Linked DNA regions of Pan troglodytes: all the other regions are linked to region 3. Evidence: chromatin contacts called from public Hi-C and HiChIP or PLAC-seq data. All regions are on one chromosome and are shown on one strand. Each heading gives the region's core, a stretch centred on a gene start, on an enhancer-like site or on the middle of the called end of the contact. The rest is flanking DNA. Distances are from core to core; before and after follow the strand shown. Region 1 holds the start of CNEP1R1 (CTD nuclear envelope phosphatase 1 regulatory subunit 1). Region 2 overlaps SNX20 (sorting nexin 20). Region 3 holds the start of BRD7 (bromodomain containing 7). Region 4 holds the start of CYLD (CYLD lysine 63 deubiquitinase).

The links. Hi-C and Micro-C count contacts between places; a contact is called where the count stands out from the background. HiChIP or PLAC-seq counts read pairs in DNA pulled down with a chosen protein or histone mark.
Region 1: a contact with region 3 is called in an H3K4me3 HiChIP or PLAC-seq map of stem cell-derived excitatory neurons, with 4 times the contacts expected there. The contact joins the promoter of CNEP1R1 here to the promoter of BRD7 in region 3. A contact is called at or near these places in 1 of 7 Hi-C or Micro-C datasets (stem cell-derived neural progenitor cells) and 1 of 1 datasets of contacts at active chromatin or transcription factors (stem cell-derived excitatory neurons).
Region 2: a Hi-C map of blood shows a contact between it and region 3, with 12 times the contacts expected there. The contact joins the enhancer-like site here to the promoter of BRD7 in region 3. A contact is called at or near these places in 4 of 7 Hi-C or Micro-C datasets (blood, induced pluripotent stem cells and stem cell-derived neural progenitor cells), 1 of 1 datasets of contacts at active chromatin or transcription factors (stem cell-derived excitatory neurons) and 1 of 1 other capture datasets (stem cell-derived neural stem cells).
Region 4: an H3K4me3 HiChIP or PLAC-seq map of stem cell-derived excitatory neurons shows a contact between it and region 3, with 13 times the contacts expected there. The contact joins the promoter of CYLD here to the promoter of BRD7 in region 3. A contact is called at or near these places in 1 of 7 Hi-C or Micro-C datasets (stem cell-derived neural progenitor cells) and 1 of 1 datasets of contacts at active chromatin or transcription factors (stem cell-derived excitatory neurons).

The regions. Positions count from the first base shown.
Region 1 is chr18:47,992,435-47,998,236 of NHGRI_mPanTro3-v2.0_pri, reverse strand. It overlaps CNEP1R1 (CTD nuclear envelope phosphatase 1 regulatory subunit 1), which reads right to left and starts at 1,787. Exons shown (of 6, transcript XM_001164142.8): 1 at 1,623-1,787; 2 at 466-537. The coding sequence starts at 1,647.
Region 2 is chr18:48,634,869-48,640,293 of NHGRI_mPanTro3-v2.0_pri, reverse strand. It overlaps SNX20 (sorting nexin 20), which reads left to right. Exons shown (of 4, transcript XM_063797823.1): 4 at 1-656. The coding sequence ends at 54. Among named protein-coding and RNA genes, the nearest start is that of SNX20, 15 kb to the left of the region's middle. Within about 2 kb of position 2,158, at least 4 of the 24 cell types and tissues checked have an H3K27ac peak or open chromatin away from gene starts, as enhancers often do. A contact at or near this core is called in stem cell-derived neural stem cells, where this site is marked.
Region 3 is chr18:48,339,234-48,344,458 of NHGRI_mPanTro3-v2.0_pri, reverse strand. BRD7 (bromodomain containing 7) reads left to right here and starts at 3,731. Exons shown (of 18, transcript XM_054668370.2): 1 at 3,731-3,986; 2 at 4,419-4,627. The coding sequence starts at 3,938.
Region 4 is chr18:48,710,166-48,715,513 of NHGRI_mPanTro3-v2.0_pri, reverse strand. It overlaps CYLD (CYLD lysine 63 deubiquitinase), which reads right to left and starts at 2,522. Exons shown (of 18, transcript XM_016929820.4): 1 at 2,290-2,522; 2 at 1,573-1,652.

The DNA of each region.
Region 1 (5,802 bases), core at 538-3,037, 340 kb after region 3:
GGCGCAATCTCGGCTCACTGCAATCCCCGCCTCCCGGGTTCAAGCGATTCTCCCACCTCAGCCTCCTGAGTAGCTGGGATCACAGGCAGCGTCACCACGACCGGCTAATTTCGTATTTTTAGTAGAGACGGCGTTTCACCGTGTTGGCCACGCTAGTCTTGAACTTCTGACCTTAGGTGATCCGCCTGCCTGGGCTTCCTAAAGTGCTGGGATTACAGGCGTGAGCTACGGCGCCTGGCCAAAAAATATGTTTTTTAATGGAAAAACAAAAACAACCACACGAAATAGACTGTTCTTTTGAGAAGGCCAGTTATAATTTCCTTTTCTTAAAAATTTCTTCATAAGGCATTGTCTACAATGTTAAATAAATTTACACAAACATTTTACATAAAAGCAAATCATTCCTATATTAGGATAAAAGTATCAATTGTTAGTTTTCCCTTAAAATAACATTCAGGAACTTACTTCTCCAGCGTCCAGTAGCAGGTTGCAAACAATGAATATATTCAGTAAGTCTCCTCTCAAAAGCCTTGAGATCTAGGTATAAAGATGTCAATTTTCTGATTAGCCACTCTTACTCGTCAATTTTCTAGTTAGCCACTCTTACTCGTCTGACGAAATGTCAGAGTATTTACCTAACATTAAGACGACATGTGAGATACTCTTAACTGCTTCAGGTCTTACACACTAACTTCCATGTATCACTGCACTGTTTATTTCATTTACTATGACAGCTTTTCAAGCACTTGACAAAAAATTAGGGCTCTTTAATTCCAATTTCTCATATCAGAAAACTTGCTGATTTACTTTTAGAAGCTTCATAAATGGTATTGGGAGAAATAAGCAGCAGCCTCGGCCAGCGCCAAAAGCGAACATTTTCAGGGTTGCAAATAAAATTAAAATCAGGTCGAGTTTTAGCTCTCTGGGAACCAAGAACTTCCTATTAGAACCACGTAGTGCCTAACATCAAAGTCTTCGAGGTCTACCTGACTGCAATTACCCGCCTCCGGTTTCCAGCTCTTATATTTAATTAATGGCTACGCCGTCTGGCCTTACTAGACTTCTTGACACTGATAGCGAGTGGGTGTGGAAAGACATTCCCCTTGCCCCCTCCGAAGGGGGTACAGGTGATCTTCGTGGCACCCAGGCAGCGCCTAGTTCTAGAAGACAGGGGCGTCTAAGCTGCTCCGAGTGAGTGGTGGGGTATCCTTTCCGCAGTGGTGTGCTTTAAACTTTAAAACACCGAGCAGCACTTCCTAACCTTGGCAGTTACCGGAAACCACCGCAGGAATCAGGGATACAACTCGCGGGGCTGTGAGAATGAAATGAAATGAATTAGCAGGCTGCAATGCACGAAGTGCAAGTGTCTGCCAATGAAAAGAAAATAAAAATAGAAGCTGGCGAGGAGGTCGACCCTCTAGGCTTGTGGGGACTGAGGGAGCTGAGGCACCGCCCCCCGCGTCTGGCCAGGTACGGCCGCCTACGCGCCCCCAAGCTCCGGGCCCCTAGCTCCATCCTCTGCGGCCTCCTCCCGGGGCGGGGGTCTTCACGACGCCGGCCCCTCCGGAGCACCGCCAGCTTCCGAGGGGAGACGTGGGACGGGCCCGGGCGGCCCACCCTACCTTCCGCCTGCTCCAGCGAGTTCATGTCGGGCGGCAGCTCGGGTCACCGCCGCTGCCCCGTCCGCATCGCAGCTTCCGCGGCCCCCGCCCGGCCCGCAGCGCCAACTCCCACCTCTAACCGCTCCCCGCTGCCCCTCCCCGTCGCACCGCCCCTTGCCTAGACCCGCTACGCTCATTGGATTCCTCTACTAGACCTCCAACTAAGACAGCTTTCTATTGGCTGTCTCTTGCACCGGCTTCGGAGCCTAGCGTTGGACGGTCAGCCGGAGGGACCAAGAACTGCCGGCGGCCAGGCGGGCGTAACGCTGGCGTCGCCTGCTGCCCCGGGGAGGAACTGCAGCCCTCCGGAGCTAGTTCGTTCATTCATTTATCCCCCGTTCCCCGCTTGGTTCTTTCATTCGTCAAATGTTGATTGAGCGCCCACTACCTTCCAGGCATTATTCTGGTCGCTAGCGAGGGATACAGAAATCAAAGAGCTGGTTCTGTCCTCAAGGATCTCAAGGAGCAATGAAATCTGTACAGAACTAACTAGAACCCTAAATAACCAGTTTCCTTAATTATGGTGTCCTAGATAATCAACCCCTTAAGTAAACACTTCTCTCTTGGTTACTTTCCTCTCACATCACCCAGCTTTCATAATTCCTAAATGAGGCAAAGTGTAAGCCCAAATACCTATAACTTAAGAAGAGATCTGTAAGGGATTGACTACATTTGTATTTGATCACAAGGCCTTCTTGTTCATTTATTGGTGGCATTCTTTCATTCAAAATCATTTTATTGCCTAACATGCTAGACACTGTATTGATACGCGTGTGAGCCAGGTAGACAGGATTCCTGCCCACAAAGAGGAAGGGCTACAGCAGGCAACAAACATGCAAATAAGTAATTGATTTCAAATAAGAATAGTTCTGTTAAAATAGAGATCCTGGCCGGGCTCGGTGGCTCACGCCTGTTAATCCCAACACTCTGGGAGGCTGAGGCGCGTGGATCACTTGAGGTCAGGAGTTGAGACCAGCCTGGGCAACATGACAAAACCCTGTTTCTACTGAAAATACAAAAAAATTATCCAGACGTGGTGGTGCATGCCTGTAATCCCAGCTCTTTGGGAGGCTGAGGCACGAGAGTCACTTGAACCTAGGAGACGGAGGTTGCAGTGAGCCACTGCACTCCAGCCTGGGTGACAGCGTGAGACTGTCAAAAAAGAAAAAGAAAAAAAAAAAGAATCTAAGACTGATGGGCTAGATTTTTTTGTGGCAGTAACATACCAACTTATAAACAAGACCTAAGGCCCTGCCAGGCAAGGGTTAAATCACTCAACACCCAGACACTTAAAGAATAAACGATGTTCTAACTGCCACAATGTTCGTTTTTTTCCTCTAGCAGCTAAACAAGCAATATTAAAACAATTGCAGCTTACCAACTACCAGTCACTGACTAACTGATCCCTTTGTTCCACAAGCCATAACTCCTGCTTTCATTAGACAAGAGACTGATTTCAGTAACTTTCTCCTGATAAGAGACCACCCACCATAGATTGGCCCTAGCCAGTTTACAGAGGCTGCACACTGAGTGCCTTTATGTTCTCTGCTTCGCCTTTTGACGTAAAGGGTCTAACTGTAATGCATTTAAATGTTAAGTCTCTACTCCAAAGTGAACATGTGACCCATGTAACATGCATGATTGTTTATTATGCATGTGTGCACCCCTCTTTCCTGAATAGCTTCTCCTATAACCTGTTAAATATGTATACTTGGCCAACCCATTTGGCATAAATTCCTGCTTCACCCTTCCTCCTTCAAAGTGCCTGCTTTTGGTCTCTGCCAGAGACCATACTTGCCAGCCTATAAGGATGGCCAGCCTGCAGGCTCCAACCCTTCAGAAATAAACCTCTTTAGGCCGGGCACAGTGGCTGATGCCTGTAATTCCAACACTTTGGGAGGCTGAAGTGGGAGGATCACTTGAGTCCAGGAGTTCCAGACCAACCTGGGCAATATAGTGAGATTCTGTCTCTACAAAAAACAAACAAACAAACAAAAAACATTTAAAAATTAGCTGGGCATGGTGGCATGTGGCTGTGGTCCCAGATACTCAGGAGGCTGAGGCAGGAAGATTGCTTGAACCCAGGAGTTCAGAGCTGCAGTGAGTTATGATTGCACCACTGCACTCCAGCTGGGGCAACAGAGCAAGACCCTGTCTCAAAAAACAAACAAACAAACAAACAAACAAACAAACAAACAAACAAGCAGAAATAAAGCTCTCCTTCCCAGATTTATGAACCTCATGATCCTTTAGTTGACAGTTCTATGGAGGGAGTAACAGTAATAGGATACAGTGAGAAAAAGGAAGGTTAGCAGGATCTCATGCTTTGGGAGGGCTTCATGAGGCACAGGCATTTGAGCTGAGAATGAAAAGATGGATGAGAAGAATCCAGCCATGCAAAGATGAGGGCTAAGAAGGTTCTAAGCAGCACTGCAGTTTTTCCCCTATTGGTATTTTGTGTATATAATTCATCCTCAACCTTCCTCCTTCCCATTTGTCAGCAGAATTAATTGACACCCCCCACCCACCACTTCATTTTGAAGGTTCCTCTACTATGGCACTTTTCAGTTTTCCACTTAGGGAGCCTTCCTTGGGACCAAACCCTTTCCATGTGTTGTCACCCTTAACCCTTTCAGGTGATATTTTTTAAACTGTGGGTCAAAATCTAGAGAGGTTTGTAAAATCTATGTACTGATTCATGACTATTATTATTATTTTTAATTTTTTTGTGGGTTCATGGTAGCTGTATATATTTATGGGGCACATGATGACTATTTTTTTTTTTTAATGAATTAAGGCCAGGCACTGTGGCTCACGCCTGTGATCCCAACATTTTGGGAGGCTGGGACGGATGGATTGCTTCAGGTCAGGAGTTTGAGACCAGCCTGGGCAACACGGTGAGACCCTCTCTCTACAAAATATACAAAAAATTAGCTGGGCATGGTGGTGTGTGCCTATGGTCCCAGCTACTTGGGAGGCTGTGCTGGGTGAATCATTTGAGTCCAGGAGGCAGAGGTTGCAATGAGCCGAGATCACACCACTGCACTTCAGCTTGGGTGACAGAGTGAGACCCTGTCTAAAAAAAAAAAAAAAAAAACTAAAAAGAAACCTAATTGGAAGTAAGGATGTGGGGTTTCATGGCCCATTGTTTCCGTTGTGCGTGGGTGTGTGTGCATGCTCACCGTGTTCTCATCACAGTACAAAGCATATACCCGAGAGTTCCACTTTAAAAAAAAGTTTGAAAGTTCGAAAGTCATCAAGGCCCATTTCACAATAGAGAAAGTAAAAATCAGTTTGCCCGGATCTCACAATTATTGTCATAGCCTGATTTTAAGCCCTAAGTCAAACTACCCCTTTTGACTTCTTGCTCAATGTTCCATTTCTCCATCTCCAAGTCTAATTCATCACATTTCCCTTCGGCACACAGCAGTGCTTAGAGAATGGCTATTGAACATCTGTTATATGACAGGCTCTCCTGGGCTAGATCCTGGGGAGGTGAGGAGTGAAGACAGACTGATGAATAGGGCATTGCAAAGCATTGTGGTGAGTGGAGGCTTTGCTGACTTGCCTTCAAAAGGGACAGTTCTGTTAACTGCAGGGCTTTTGTTTGCCTGAGGGGGGTGTGCAAGTTTCTAGCAAGAGCTTGGGACAACAGAGGGAACAGTAAGGGCTACCTCCTGGGGTGTTGCCTCGCTATCCTTCACTCTCAACTGTGTTAAAATAAATAGTGAACATGCTTTTGAAAGGGTGCATGTTATTTGCCTGTCATTGGTGTCTACATTTATGGATAGAGGGATTGGGGGACATAGGGGAGGGAGACAGGAAAATAGGGTCTCATAGTCAGGTTAAGGAATTTGGACCATGAGGTAGTTGGGGAGATGAAAAGGAACAGATTTCGGAACTTCATATCCATGGGACTTGGCAAGGAGAAGATAGTAACACATCTTTAAGGAAGACATGTTCCAGGCACTAGGGTATGAGCTGAAGATGCAAAGATCTGTAAGACTCACTCCTACTGTCTATGAAGGTAGAGTTTAGTGTAAAAACAAAAGAAGACAAAACACTAATGACCCTTAAAACAGCAATGATAAGATGAAGATCAGCTGCTAAGAGGGATCACCTATAAAATAGTTAAAGTTGG
Region 2 (5,425 bases), core at 909-3,408, 300 kb before region 3:
GGGACAGCACCAGAACCAGACCCGAGATGTCCACGTCAAAGTGACATGCTCTGAGAGGCAGCACACACAGAATAACCCTGCATCCAAATTCCAGGAAGCTCTTAGGGGTCATCCAGCTGGGCCTGGGGGTGCAGGGTCAGTGCTGAGGCCTGGGCAGGGCCGCTAGCCTCCCTGAGCTTTCTGGCTTCAGGCTGGGAGGCACAGTTCAGGGTGGACTGTGACCCCTTGGCCTAGAATGCCCTTAGCTCTGCTCTCTAGTGGCTGTCCCCATAGCTGGAACTCTGCTTTGGAGCAGCAAAACCAGTTCCACCTGCTGGTAGGGGTAGGTTGGCTCTCAACACATCCCCAGCAGGCCTCTCTTGGGCTCAAAAGCCAAGCTGTGCCCAGCCACGTCTCCAAATGCTTCCTGGCCCCCATGCAGCAACTGCATTTAGCTGCCTTCCCAGAACGTCCTGCATGCTCACACTGCCCTTCCCTCTGGGGCCCAACAATGCCACAGCCTGTTCTATCAATCACCAGCTGGTTTCCTTTGAGCAGTCTCCTTTTACTTATGCACATTTACTTGAAAAAGAAACTTCCTATTACTATCCTAAATGGAAACTCAGAATCACTTGCTATAATTAGAAAGTAGCTATAAAAATAAACACAATGAAACCGATCACTGTTATTATACCCTAACCCGCTTTTACCTGAGACAGGCCCTGAGCCTGAGGCCGCTGGTAGGCTTTTGTTAAAAGAGAGAGAGACAGAGACAGAGAAATAAGCATTAGAGACCTGCAATCACCAAGCTGAGACTTCTCTTTGATTTACTCAGAAGGACTGGAAAATGTTGTCCTGCAAAAGGAGGTAAGTTTCTCACCACGTAGCGCTGATCATCCCGTGTTGCCTGTGCGTTGCTGCAGACCATCTGGGGTCTTGCCCAAGCACCCTGGAGACTTTGCTCCCTGGTTTCCTGGTCCCCAAGTCGAGTGTTCAGCCCTGTGTGCTCTCCAGCTCCTAAGTCGTGGGCCTGGTTTCAGCTTTGATTGCCCACTCTTGGCTTTCAACCCGTAGGCTCCGGCTCCTGACGCCACACCCTGATATCAAGACCCTCAGATGGAGCGAGCGTTCTGGGCTCGTAGAAGCCTGAAGCCGCAGTATGTCCTTGAGTGGGTCCCCCCCACCCATCTAGCTGTTGTCCCCATGGTAAGATCAAGAAAATGCCCTCCCCTCCAAAAGTCCCCACGCCGAGCCCCCATCTGTCAGCTCCCAGATTCGGCCCCCTCACTAGCTCCAGGCTGGGAGGCACAGTTCAGGGCAGACTGTGGCCCCTCAGCATAGCATGGCCTTAGCTCTGCTGTCTAGTGGCTGTCCCCATAGCTAGAACTCTGTTTTGGAGCAGCAAAACTAGTTCCACCTGCTGGTAGGGCTAAGTTGACTCCCAACATGTCCCCAGCGTGTTGGTGTTGGGAACCTTGATCTAGCTGCTCGTTTTCTCAGTAACCAAAGATCCCTGGCACTCCTACAATGTCTCAGGCCTTATCTAGAGCTGGGGATACAGCAGTCACCAGGACAGAACTGGTCCCTGCCTCATGGAAGTGAAGTGTCAGGAGGCCACTCCCAAAGCAAACGGAAGCTGGGACAGAATGATGTCCTCAGCCAGGTGGTCAGGGAAGGCTTCTCAGAGGGGGCGCTGTTCAAAGAATCACAGAGCATACAGAGGAGCTGGCCCTGGGAGCACAGAGAGGGGAGAATTTTAGGCAAAGGGGTAGCAGGAGCACAGCCCTGAGGCAGGAAACTACCCCCCCACCATCCTCGGGATCCTCAGTTCTGGTTTGCACCCAGAAAGGGGGTAGGTCCAAGACACACCCGGACTGATGTGTCACACTGGCTGTGCCAGCTGAGAGAGTGGGCTTCAGGCACCACTAACAGAGAAGCCTTGCAAGGCAGGTCCATGCACCGCCCGCCTCCAGTTACCACTCATTGCAAAGGAAATGAGCTGGGAGCCTGTGTGTGGGCCGTGCAGACCCTTTTGGTTACAAGCCACAAAAACCCAGGTTAATCTGATGAGGAAGGAATTTATTATCTGTAAAGCCCAGGAGCAGGCTAGCTTTACACCAAGCAGGATCCAAGGACCCACACTTTGTCACCTCATATCTCTCTCTCTCTCCCACTTTCGCTTTCTCTGTCTCTTCTTAGTTCTGCTTTCCTCCACTGTGCCTTCACTCTCAGAGAGAGCTCTCCCCTGGCAGTGACAAGATGGCTGCAGCAGCTCCAGCAACCTCAGAGGACTCCCCCATCCAGGGTCCTTGTGAGCTCCTCATCTGTAGGATGTGCAGTAAACACTCACATGTCCTTTCCTGAGGAGCCCAGTGGCTGGGGTGGGGGCTGAGGGGCAGCCCCTATGCCCTCACAGTGCAGCAACCTTGGTTAGCTCACCCATCAGGGCAGACTTGGGCAGAAATCATGTCTTGGCATATTGTTTTGTAATCTGCTTTTTAAATTGTCACTATATATTATGAGCATTTCCCTATAATATACAATATTCTTCCACATTATGTTTAATGGTTTCATTGTATTCTAATGCATATTCTATAGTTATTTTAACCACCCCACAATGTTGCAAAATGTCCTTATTTGGGACAACACTGCTGCAAACACTTTGACACATATGTCCTTTTTGTGTGCACTCTTATGGCAACTTCTAACGGTGGCATTTCTGAATCATAGACACTTTTTTGACTTCTACATATTTTATTTTTTTAGTTGACAAAAATTGTATTTATGAATCATAAACACTTAATGATTTTGCTATTACTTAATTTTTCTTTCTTCAGAAAGGCTGTATTCACTCCTCCCCCAGCTAAGTGTGAGAGAGGCCCTTGAACTTTGCATAACAGTGGCTGTCGGCATTTAAAATTTTTTTTTTTTTTTAGATGGAGTCTTGCTCTGTGGCCAGGCTGGAGTGCAGTAGCACGATCTTGGCTCACTGCAACTTCTGCCTCCTGGGTTCAAGTGATTCTCCTGCCTCAGCCTCCCAAGCAGCTGGGATTACAGGCGCCCGCCACCACGCCTGGCTAATTTTTGTATTTTTAGTAGAGACAGGGGTTTTACCATGTTGGCCAGGCTGGTCTCGAATTCCTGACCTCAGGTGATCTAAGCTATTTTTACTGGTTTAATCTTTTTCCCTTTACACGGGGCAGGTCTGGAGAGACCGAGAGGATCTGATCCTGCAATTTAAAAAGTAGACAGCAGATGGCGCTGCCGCCTCGGCGGCTCCGAACGCATCGCCGCGGTGCGGGCGGAAAAAGCTGAAACAGCTGGGAAACCGAAACTTTCTCCAGGCTTCTGAAAGCCCTTAGACGGGATTTGAAATCATGCTGGAAAGAGCTTTGCTGCCTCTATAACCTCTCCCCAGCAAGTGTTTTGGTGGGGGGTCCCCGGGCGACCTCCACTTGGGGTTTGGGACCTCACTCCCTTTCTGCCCCTCCATCCTCTTCCCTCAGCCCAGAGGCCCCAAAAGGCGGAGGCCGCCGCCCTCCACTTCCCGCAAGCGGAATCCGCAGGGTTTCACAAGAGAGGGCGCTGCAAATAGCCAGTATCAGCGCCCCCAGGAGCAGGACCGGCCATGGCTTCCGAGAACGGGCCTAACTGCGCCTCTCTCGGTCTGCGGGGAGAGGCCCTTCCCCAGTAAGGCCCACGCCACGTCGCTTTCCAGGGGGAGAGATTGAATGCCCTGCTCCTCCCAGATCCCATCTCCCACCTTTTCAGGACCCAGATGGCGTGGGGGGCTCGCCACCCATCTGCCTACTGAACTGGGGGAGTGAGAAGAGGACTCCCAGGGGACACCACTAGTGACCTTTTAATTCACCAGTAGACACACAAGGCTATAGAGACTGTGAGTAATGTGGGTTGGATAAATAAGTAAAAGAAAGGAAAATGGAAGGAGGCTGGGAGGAAAAGAAAAGAGAAATGACGTGCCCTGCTTGTTAGAGTATAAATGGTACAACCACTTAAGAAAACCATTTGGCACCATTCCTCAAAGCTGAACGTAAACTGTCCTATAAGTACCCAGCAATGCCGCCCTTAGGAATATACCCTGTAGACAGATAGGCAAGCATGCTCACCAAAAGACATGTACCACAACTGCACAGCAGGAACCGTTCCTGATACTGTCCCCCAGCTGGAAACAACCCAAGTGTCTGCGAACCATAAAACAGAGAAGGGACTTGTGGTATTCTTATGTGGAACATGAGGCAGTTATGAAACAAGCTATGCTTGGACACAAGGAAGTGGATGAACCTCACGAGAGACTGCATGAAAGAAGCCAGACACAGACGGATGCAGCCTGTGTGGTTCCATTTCCTGAAGGCCAAGGGCAGGTCGGACTCAACCAGAGGGCTGAAGGATGCTTGCTTAGATGGCAAAACTCCTGTACTAGGGTTCTCCGGAGAAAAAGAACCAAGAACAGAGATAGATATGGATATGGACATATAGTATATGTCTATATATTTGCATATAATGAGATTTGGTATAAGCGATGAGCTCCTAGAATTATGGAGGCTGAGAAGTCCCAGCATCTGCCATCTGCAAGCTGGAGACCCAGGAAGGCCGGTGGTGCAGTTTGAAGGCCTGAGAGCCAGCGAGCTGACAGTGTAGACTCTAGTCCAGGTCTGCAGGCCTGGGAACCAAGAATGCTAAGAGCAGGAGATCCAGGCTCCAGCTTGGCGATCAGAGAGGAGGCAAATCCAACGGTCCTCTGCCTTTTTTGTTCCGAACAGGCCTTCAGTGAGTTGGAAGATGCCCGTTCACATGGGGGAAGACCGTCTGTCACACTCAGGGCATCAACTCCAATGCTAATCTATCCTAGCAGACATACCCAGAAATAATGTTTAAGCAGACATCCGGGCATCCCATGGCCCAGTTAAGCTGACATAAAATTAACCATCACAACTCCTGAAATTAAAAAAAGCAGAAAGGGTTACTATAAAAGTTGAGATGGTGGTTATCACTTCGAGGGGGTGAGGAGGTTTTGATCGGGATGGGGACAGTGAGGAGTCTCAGTTCTTACTCTAGGGTGATGGTTGTAAAAGTATTTGCTTAGTAATAATTTGCTAAGCTGTACACTTTTATGCACTTTTCTCCGTGTGTTCTATTTCACAATAAAAATATCTTAATAGGCTGGGTGCAGCAACTCACACCTGTAATCCCGGCACTTTGGGTGGCTGAGGTGAGAGGATCACTTGAGGCCAGGAGTTTGAGACCAGCCTGGCCAACATAGTGAGACCCCGTCTCTACAAAAAGAAATTAAAATTTAAAAATGTTAAAATTGGCTGAGTGCGGTGGCTCATGCCTGTAATCCCAGCACTTTGGGAGGCCGAGGCGGACGGATCACCTAAAGTCAGGAGTTTGAGACCAGCCAGGCCAACATGGTGAAACCCTGTCT
Region 3 (5,225 bases), core at 2,482-4,981:
GCTGCATAAGGGGGCTTTGAGGAGTACAGCCAAACAGAGGCGAGGGGGCTCAGAAGCCCCTGATGTTTGAGGCTTTTAGTCTGTCCAGATCATAGGTCAGCACCCAGCAGCCCTCTTTCATTTGTTGGCTATAGGGGAATAGCTATAAAGGGTTCCCAGTGGGTGTCCCAGAACCAAGGCCCCTGAGTTTCGCCCAGCCCTCATCCCACCCAAGGTCAGGTGGCAAGGACATCAGCTGTGTCCCAGAGCGTCCTCTCTGTCAGAGCACCAAGGCCTGAAGGCACCCTGGGCAACAACTCCTCAGCAGAGAGGCCAGGCTGAAGAGGGGCCACCTCCAAGCTGAGCTGCGCAGAGATTTCCTGGGCACACCACACCCCCCAGTGGCCAGGCTTTCTCCTCCACAGACTCTTCCGGAGGCCTCCAGTCACCTCGTGTCTCCACCAGAAAGGGGAGGAAGGAGGAAGAGAATTATTATCACAACACAGTAATTATGATGTATTCATTTGTCCAACAAAGATTTCTCCAGGGCCTGTGCTGAGCCCAGCTCTGTGCTAAGTGCGGGGCACACAGCCAGGAGTGAGACAGACCTAGTCCCTAACCTTGGGGACCTGGGAAGCCAGTGGACAGATGGTGGACACGCACACAGATAGGGAAGAGATATTCAACATAATTTTGGAGGCTGTAGGTGCAACGGAGAGAAACAAGGCATTGCACAGGCTGAGGGAAGAGGGGAAGGGGTGTGTGGATTGGTGGTCCAGAAGCTTCTCTGAGGTGGTCACAGGGGAGACCAAGGTGATATGAGGGCAGGAGCCACTCCAGGAGCTCAGGGGAGAGTGTTCTGAACACAGGGAAGAGAAGCAGGGGCTTGGGGCAGGAGGGAGGAGGGGGCAGGGGGATGGGGCTGGAAAGAGAATGAGGGCCAGATCCGGCCCTGAAAGCCAAGGTGCAGATTTGGCTTTGACTTCGAGTGAGACAGGGAGCCACAAGATGGTTTTGAGCAGGAAAGTGACATTCACAAATATTTAAAAGTTAGTATTAGCAGCTGATATTTATTGACCATTTACTATCTACCATATCAGGCATTACTCTTGGCGCTCTGACCACATTATCTTCTTTCATCCTTACAACCACCCTGTTGCAGCAGCACACCCAATGACCTCACCCTGGTTCCAAGGTTCAGAGGTAGGCAGCCCTCTCGGGACAGGCCAAAGTCACAGACCCTGTAAGCATCTGTGACCCCAAGACTCAAGTCAGCTCTGTCTCACTCACTCAAGAGCTGTTGGGCTGTTGGGGGAGAAGTCTGGGCACAGCTTAACTGGGGCCTCTGCTTCTGGGACTCTCACAGGGCTGTGATCAGGATGTCAGCCAGGGCTGAGGTCTCATCTGAATGTTCCACTGAGGAAGGATCCACTTTGAAGCTCACACAGTTGCTGGCAGGATTCAATCCTTCAAGGCTGTTGGACTGATAGCCTCAGTTGTAGCCGGATGTCAACTGGGGCCCAGCCTCAGGTCTTTGTCACATGGGCTTCTCCAGCATGGCAGCTTACTTCGTCAAAACATGCAAGCCAAGAAGGCAAGAGAGACAGTCAGCAAGCAAGACTGAAGTCTTATATATCCTCAACACAGGAGTGACGTCCATCATCTTTGCCATATTCTATTGCTCTGAAGCCAGTCTCCAGGCCATTCCACACTCACTGGGAGGTCATGAATGGCAGCAGGCAGAAATCTCTCGGGGGAGTCTGCCCGAACCAGGACCGTGCAGCTCAACTAGCATTTTCTGGTGCCTTCTATGTGCCAGGCATGGTATTAGTGCTGAGAATTTAAAACTAGATGAATTTGGGCTTCCACTTCCAGGAACATTTTTCTGGGAGGTGTTTTCTGCTACGTACTCTTATTCACTTTCCATTGATGTGACCACTTTGTGACCTATGTAGAATCACTCTTGAGAGGGTAGGGAAATTACTAACTTGATAGTATGGATGAGTTCACCAGACCTTTTTCCTCTGAGGGGCATTTGGACGGTAGTAGTCACTGTGCTAGGCACTGTAAGTACCAAGGAGGTACCCAGGGTAATGAGGAGCAGACAGGTAAACCCACAGGTTGAGCCTGGAGCAAGGCAATGCCACAATAGAGGCCAGACCCACAGTGGGAGTTGGCATAGTGGTTCTTAAAGCAAAATAAGTTATAGACAGTGGATGAAAAGCTGAAACCAAGCCTTGCCCTATGCTTAGGGGGCCTAGGGGGCCTTGCTGGCTTGATTTCAGAGCAGCAGAAGGTCTCTTCCCCAACACAACCCCTCTTCCCACACCCTGATCTCTGCCTCACGGACACCAGAGAGGCTTGTTACAGGGAAATAATAGACACACACTTTTAGCTTTCATGAAAAAGCAACTCTCTTCATTAGAAGAACCTCATCTTCCCTGGCTAACCATAGAAGTCTGGCAGGAGCTGCCAATCACAGACTCCACTTCTCTTGGCCAAGGGGGTGAGGGGGTAGATTTGGCATCCAGGCCGAATCAATCTCCCATCCCCTGTCCCATAAAACATGTGACACAAGCCAAGCCAATCAGAATCCTTCCCTGGGACTGTTTTCCAGGTGAAGCTGACAGGAAGAGATCTTTTTCCCAGTTGGTCAGGACACTATAAAGAAGAGGCCTCAGAAGCAGATGGTGGCCATGTTTCCAGCCATATAGGAAAGAAGGGGGGAGATGGAGACCGATATACAGAGAGACAAGAGAGAGAGAGAGCTGGCATGCCAGTCAACAGCATTACATCCTTGGTTCCTGTCTTCTCTCTGGCAAGCTTTATTCTTGCCCTTTCTAGACATGTAAACCAATAAATCCCTTTTTGTTTACTTGAAATAATTCAAATTGGTTTCTATTAGTTACCAACAATAGGGTCCTAAAATATAAGCCTATAATTTCACCACTGAAGTTCAAGGTAAAGCTACAAATCTTCCTGGGAGAGGTGATTCATGGGCCTAAATTGTTACTAAAGTATAAATGACTGATAACAGATCCTTTCTTAAGAGGAGACTATAATTATGAGTTTATCTGAAAACAGACAAAGCACCATACAGCTAGAAGTAAAGACAGTCAAAACATCTGGAAACCTTCACCTATCAGCACATAAGTTTTTTTTAAGATTAGAATCTTCAGTCACCAATGTGCTGAGGTTGCCGGGTCTGGCACCCAGTATGGGGTTCAGTCAATATCGTAAAAGGGAAGAAACAGAAGCAAGGGAAAGTGGAAAGAAAGGAAGAGTGGGGGAAGGAGGAAGGGTAAAAAAAGAAAAGAAAAAAGAGGGAAGGAGACGGGAAGAGGAGAAGGAAGGGTGATGAGGGAGGAAGAAAAGAGAGAAGGAAGGCTTGAAGGGAGGCAGTAAGGAGGGAAGAAAGGAAGGAAGGAAGGAGGAAGGAAGGGAAGAAGGGAAAGAGAAAGAAAGAGAGGGAGGGAGTAAAAAGAAGGGAGGGAAGGGGAGACGGAGGGAGAGACACACAGAGACAGAGACAAGACAGACAAATTGAGGGGAAAGGGAGGAAAGAAGAAAGACAAGAGTCTGAGCGGTGGATCCCTCCCCGGCCCCGCCCCCGCCCCCGCCCCCCGGCCCCGCCCCCGGCCCGCGAGCTGCAGCACCACCTCCGGTCGCCAGGGGCCGCCACCCGCAGCCGCCGGCACCCTGTGCGCGCGGCGGGCCTTCTTTCCCGCCTCTGCGCCGGCCGCGCGCCCCCCCGCCGCCGCTCTCGGGCTCCGGCCGGGTCTCGCGCTCCGTCTTCTCGAGAGGGGCATCGCGCCGCCCGGCGCGCGCCGCCCCCCTGCCTCGCGGCGCGGGGTCTCGCGGGCCCCGCTCCCGCCCTCCGCTCGCCTGGCCCGGACCGGAAGCGGCGCCGCACGGCCTGGGCCTGGCGCGGGGGGCGGGCACCGGGGCCCGGTCGGACATGGGCAAGAAGCACAAGAAGCACAAGTCGGACAAACACCTCTACGAGGGTGAGGAGGGGGCCGGGGTGCGGGCGGCGGGCCCTCAGCGGCTCTGCCGGGCTTCCGCTCTTTCCCAATGGCTCCGGGGCGGCCCAGGGCCCTTCCCTCCCACGGCAGGCCCAGGCCCGCGAAGGGGGCGCGTCCTGCCCGAGGCCGCGCTGCCCCCCGTGCGGCGGCGGCATTCGAACCCGGGTCCCCCTGGTCCGGTGGGTCTCTGGTGGGGAGACGTGAGGCGGGCCCGGGAGGCCTGGGAGCGTTCGGGGCGGGCGGCGCCGCCGCACCCCCGGGCGGGGGTCCGTCATTCAACAGGTGCTTCGCGGAGCGCCCAAAGCCGCCTCGGGCTTGCTGCGCCTTCGCGCTCTGCATCCTTAGCACTCCCTGGAGAGCCCCGACTTTAATCGACGCGCTTTCCTTTCTTTTCTTTTCTTTTCTTTTTTTAAGAGTATGTAGAGAAGCCCTTGAAGCTGGTCCTCAAAGTAGGAGGGAACGAAGTCACTGAACTCTCCACGGGCAGCTCGGGGCACGACTCCAGCCTCTTCGAAGACAAAAACGATCATGACAAACACAAGGACAGAAAGCGGAAAAAGAGAAAGAAAGGAGAAAAGCAGATTCCAGGGGAAGAAAAGGGGAGAAAACGGAGAAGAGTTAAGGTACAAGTGGTTACATTGCTTTGGCTTTGCGGACGGCACTGCCTCCTCCAGCTGCCAACCTCATTTTATTTTCTTTGTATCTGGGGAAAACAAACGCCTCTAAGATCTGGCTCGTTTGAGGAGGAGCAGGACAGAATAGAGACATGAATCATCTATGAGTTTCAGCAAGTCGTTTTTGAATTATACTCTTAGGCAATTGTACTCGCACATCAGGTGAGGAAGCAGCTAAGTCCAAATTTTGAGGAGCTGCTTCAAAGAGTGGTTTTTCCATCTAGGCAGGGTAAAAAGTCATGCTCAAGAAAGCCTCAGTGTTCGAGGATTGTCAAAAATAGTCATTTCAGAAGTGAGTGGGATCTACTGGGGTTTAAAGTTTGTTCTGAAATAAATATTATAATGCCAAATCTGTAATGAGCAACTTTAAATCTTTTAAAACAGTGTTGTAGTGTGTTGAGAAAATTTGGTCAGAAACCTGTAATGGAGATTGATATTCTTAACCATTTGCATTTAACAGAAAAGAATGAGTAGCTACCATCTTGGTTTGAAAGCTGGGCAAAATAATAATTAATGGCTGGGCCCAGTAGCCCACACTTGTAATCCC
Region 4 (5,348 bases), core at 1,273-3,772, 370 kb before region 3:
CAAAAGCTTCTGGATAGCTAGAATGATCATCCTTTTAAAAAAGAACATCTCTCACTAAAAGACAAAGTTGTTATATTTCTAAACAGCTAAAGAATAGAGATACAGAGATTCCGTGGCCAGAAAAAAGACTGAGTCCATTTTAATTTTCCTCAATGACTAATTTGTGTCACAAGTACACAGTCCCTAATACAAGTGGGATTTATAAGGTTAAAAAAAAAAGAAAAGAAGAGCCTCTCACATCTGCATATTCCCACTGGAACAAGGAATACTGCTGCCTCTCTAGTGTTAAACCTAGCCACTCCACTGCCAAACTGTGAATTCCCCAAGTCCTTCATTTTTGTATTATCCAGTGCCCACACGAGAGCCTGGCATATGCTAGGCACTGAATACAGAGAAATGAATGAAAGACTCAAGTGGTAACAGTGAAAACAAAATTGCATTTCCTCCTCCTGTTTAAGGGATTAAACCAAGAGAAAGAGAAGAGAAAAAGACTCAGGAATTGGGAGTATTTAATGAATTTTGCCTAAAACTTCAGTAATTCTCTAGATAAAATGAAATCATGCTAAACCACTTCATTGTTATACGTATAAGAAGAAACAAATACGGAAAATTTCACAATTACGAAACCAAGTTGTTTTGAGGTTTATTTGATACTAGCTTCCTACAGCCTCACTAGCATGTATGATGCTTATAAATTCTGTACAACCAATGAAAAAAAAAACTAATTTAAATCATAGTGTGAAAATCAGGAACAAAATACTAATAGTTTGATAAACAGCGTAACTATTCCTTTCTCTCTCCTTGTGTTGGAGACTTCCTTAAATCAAACAAAACCACAGTTTAGGTGTGCCAGACTATAAAAATCATTGCTGCTTAATGTTAGTTGTGCTTTATATAACAAGCCTTATCTGCTTCTCACAAAAGTTACCACCCAGAGGAAGGTTTATTTGCAAGAATACTATACAATTTTGCAGCAGAATATTAGAGAATGTTCTGGGTGTTACTTCAATAAGAATTTCCAGCAAATCATTTTCTCCTAATACTGTTCTAGTTCAAATCCACCTACTGCTCAGTGGGGAATGGGAGGCTAAATTCTTAAGGCCATTCAGTCTACTTGGGGCGTGAGGGGGTGTGTAGAAAGCCAACAATCAAACGAACACCCTCTCAAGGCCTGGGTGCTTCTCTGAGAGCCAATGATTGCAAAATGAACAATCTTATTAAGATCACTAATTAGCCCGAATTCAAAAGCAAGGTAGGCATGCTCCTTAGCTGAGCTAAGGATAAAACTTTCCAGGAAAAATTGAGGAGAAGAAGGTGGCAGGGATGATGGGGGCTGGGAGACTGCAAGGCCACAGGCTTGGTGGCTGAAAGATGACAACTATCCTAAAACATTCAAATGCCAAGGGGTGGAAGAGAAACGATGCCAAGTACATGAATAACCGGCAGCTGACCCAGCTGAGTACCAAACTCAACACCATCTTCCTGAAGATTTCATGACTTCGCCCCCGCCCCCCATTCGCCCCCCACCCCCCTCGATTGTTAACATGAAAGAAAAACATAAAGAAAGAATACCTGTCACAGCAGGGCGCACCTTTCAACTAAGGAACTCCGGGTGGCTGTGTAGAACCATCCTCACCCTGGAAAGGGGGAAACTGAAAGAAAAAGCAGAACACGCCATTAACAAGGCCAGAACCCCGACTGCCATTCCTGGACGGGAGCCACCAACACCCGCAAAATCGATCGGTACGTACGCCCCGCGGCGCGGTCGGTAGGAATCACAGCCCCGGGCTCCTGAGGCCAACCGTGGCCGTCGGGGCCCGCCAGCGGCCTGTGCCTCAGTCTCCCAATCTGTAAATGGGGTGGGGGGCGGGAGGGGGACAGCGTCCCGCGCGGCTCCCGCCCCAAGTCCTCTCTCCTCCGGGGGTCCCGACGGTGGCGACCCCGCACGCTCCCCGGACTCGCAGCCCTCCCGGGAAGCCTCGGGGGATGGGGAAGCCCCGGTGGTGGGGGGAAGCCCGGGCTGACGTCAGCGGGCTCGGCAACCCGCGGGCCCGGCCGGCTCGGGCCCGGGCAACTAACGGGCCGGCGCCGAGGGCCCGATGGTCGCCGCGGCGGCTCCGGACGCCCTGAGGCCAGGCGGCTGCGCCGAGGGGATCCGGCCGCCCGCCGGCCGCCAGCCGCCCGCTCATTCACTAACCTCGGGCGGCGGGGCGTCGCCCCTCGCCCCGGCTCCCCAGCCCGCGTCCCGGGCCGGCCCCGGCTCCCCACACCCACCGCCCTAGTATTTACCTCCGACGCGCGGCCCCCGCGCAGCCAAACCTGCTACCTGGGCCCGCCCCCACCTGCCCCGCCTCCGAACCGCACAGGGGAGAGGGAGGGAGCGGGGGCGGAGGGGGCAGCCGCCGCGCTAGCCAATCGTAGGCCGAGCTGCGCTCCTGAGCGGGCCGTGATTGGGCCTCCCTGTGACAGACCTTCCTCCAATGGCTGCCAGCCCGGCGCCGGCCGAAGGGACTTTCCGCTCTGTCAAGCTCGGTGGAACCAAAGGGAAAGCGAAGGGGCGGGGCAGAGAAGAGCGGCGGATGGAGGCGGGAAGCTCAAGCTGATTGGGCGAAAGGCTGTGGGTGCCGCGTCACCATTGGCTGATGCTGCAGCCGGGGCGGGGCGCTGCGCTGCCACCAGCTCCGCCTCCCGTGCTCCCGCCTCAGCTGTCAAAACTGTAGACGCTTAGGTTTGGGCTGGGTTAAGAGTCCAGATGAAGGTTGAAATAGGATTCCAGGATGCCGTGAGAGAGCAAAGCTTTAGAATCAGACCTCAGTTTGAATCTTTGGCGCTTTCATTCAGTGGCTGCGTGACCTGAGGAAGTCACAACCACGCTGAGCCTCAATGTCCTCATCTGTAAAATGGAGATCATAGTATCGGTTGTCTTACAGGATTGTGGCAAAATACCGAGCTAAAGTTCCTGGCACGCAGTACCAGCTCAGGAAAGGTTCATCTCTTCCTCCTCCGCAGATTCAGCCTGGGACGCTTGCTGTTTCCGAACCTCTGTTGCCACCTATCCCAGTTTGGAGGGAATTTTCCCAAGGATGGTGAAGAAGGGATTTCCACACGCCGCCTCACTCAGCTCCGCACCCCTGGCCACCAGCCAGGACTTAGGGTGTAGTTAAGGATCTTTCAATTAGAAGGGAGGCTTCTGATTCCCAAAAGCACTCAAAATATTTAAGGAAGTGCTTTTTATAATCAGTCCTAGAGCCTTGCTGCACTGGATACTCCTGTTAATTAATTTCTTCTCCTTTGACATTTTAAGTGCTAATTATAGGAGAAGGTGATTAACACTGAGAAAGGAGGAGGGGTGTGTGTGTGTGTGTGTGTGTGTGTGTGTTTAATCATGACACAAATTTCCCCCAGTGGAAAGTGACATGTTTCTGGAGATCCAGGGAATTTAAACCAATGAATACATAAAAGCAGTCACATGAGTGATGACTAACAGTAGCAGTAGACAGGCCACCACTCTTCCTTGCCATAGTCATCCAAAATGAAATAAGCATCTTTTGAAAACCTAAGCCTCATTCTACTCCTGTCCCTCTTTTGTCACTCCTATCTTCCTGTTTTCCAGGCTTCATGACCACACTGCTGTAGGAAGCCATAAGTTGGAAATCAACGGGCCTGGCTTGAAGTGTGGCCTTAGGCAACACCGTTCTCATCTACATCTGGATTCTCCAACAAAGCTGGTAGGACTCAGAGGTCACAGTCCAACTGTCCGGAAGAAAATTTCAGCTGAAATTTGTTTTTGCCTAACCCATACGATAAGGAGGAAGGAGAAAAGAATGTGAAGGAGAGAGATTTGGGGTCCTTTTAGGCAAGGCAAACATTCTCATGTTACCACTGGGACCACTTCTCTTATCTGCACGATCTACATCCACTGGTCCCTTAAGGCATCTGAGTTTGCCACTCTGGACTAGAATATTTTCATGTCCCTTCTTTTTGTTTTTGTTGTTGTTGTTGCTGGGGTGTTTGTTTGTTTGTTTGTTTGTTTTGAGACAGAGTCTTGCTCTGTTGCCTAGGCTGGAGTGCAATGGCGCGATCTCAGCTCACTGCAACCTCCGCCTCCTGGGTTCAAGTGATTCTCCTGCCTCAGCCTCCCAAGTAGCTGGGATTACAGGTGCCTGCCACCACACCCAGCTAATTTTTGTATTTTTAGTAGAGACAAGGTTTCACCATATTGACCAGGCTGGTCTCAAACTCCTGACCTCAAGTGATCTGCCTGCCTCGGCCTCCCAAAGTGCTGGGATTACAGGCATGAGCCAATGTGCCCGGCCTATTTTTGTGTCTTTTCTGTTGATGGTGTTTGGTGCTGCTGAGGTCTCTACTTCCATAGGGCTTTCGTCCCCAGGCTCTGTCCTGTCATACGTTCACTGAATCAGTGCCGGGGCCTGACTTCATCTAAGGGATCTTCATCCAAGTCAAGCCTGACAAATGGGGCTTATCTCAATTATCATTTCCTATCAATTGGGAATGGCTGCTTAGAACATTGCGTTAAAACTAATTCTGAACTTGTATTCAGGCTCACCGGGAAGAGAGATATCTGCCAGGGGATAAGATGGGGAGATAGTGTCATGGTGCTATTATTTGCAGTCCTTGGTGAACCAGCCTCTCATTTTACAGGTAGGAGATGAAGGCCCAAAGACAGTAAATTACAAGCCCCTGTCACTCAGGAGATGGGCCGAGACCCTGATTCCAAGCCAAGACTCTTTCCACCTCTGTTAAAATGGATTCCCCAACTGAAATGCTCATCATCTCTGCCTTCCAAATCCTCCCTTCATGGAGGACCTAGTCAAAGTCCTTTACAGACATGTCTTCACAGAGGGCTCCAGCCCTCACTAATGACCTCTCTCAATCCACCACCCCACAGCCTCTTCCATCCAGCCTGGTCCTGGGTTCATGGAACTAGCGGTTGTGTTACTGAGCAGGTTCCAGGAAACATAGCAGTGTACAAGAGAGATGCCACACTCCCTCTGGCAAAAAAAAAAAAAAAAAAAAAGGCAAACTAAAATACTCATTAGATGATCACTTACTTAATTATGGCTGTGGTAAGCCTCAGAAGAAGAATCTCTCTGAGCATGCCTAAAGGGAGGTTGGCCACTCAGGGAAGGCCTGTTTGAGGAAGTCACCTTTGAGATGAGATGGGAAAGATAACTGGCAGGCAGGAGTGAGGGGGAACACCCCAGAAATAGGAAACAGGAAAGTGCATGACCTGTTGAAGAAACTGGAAGAGGCAGAGCGCAGACAATGAAGGCACAAAAGAGCCTTGGGAGCCAAGGACAGGGGTTGTTCTCCATCCCAAGAGCAAT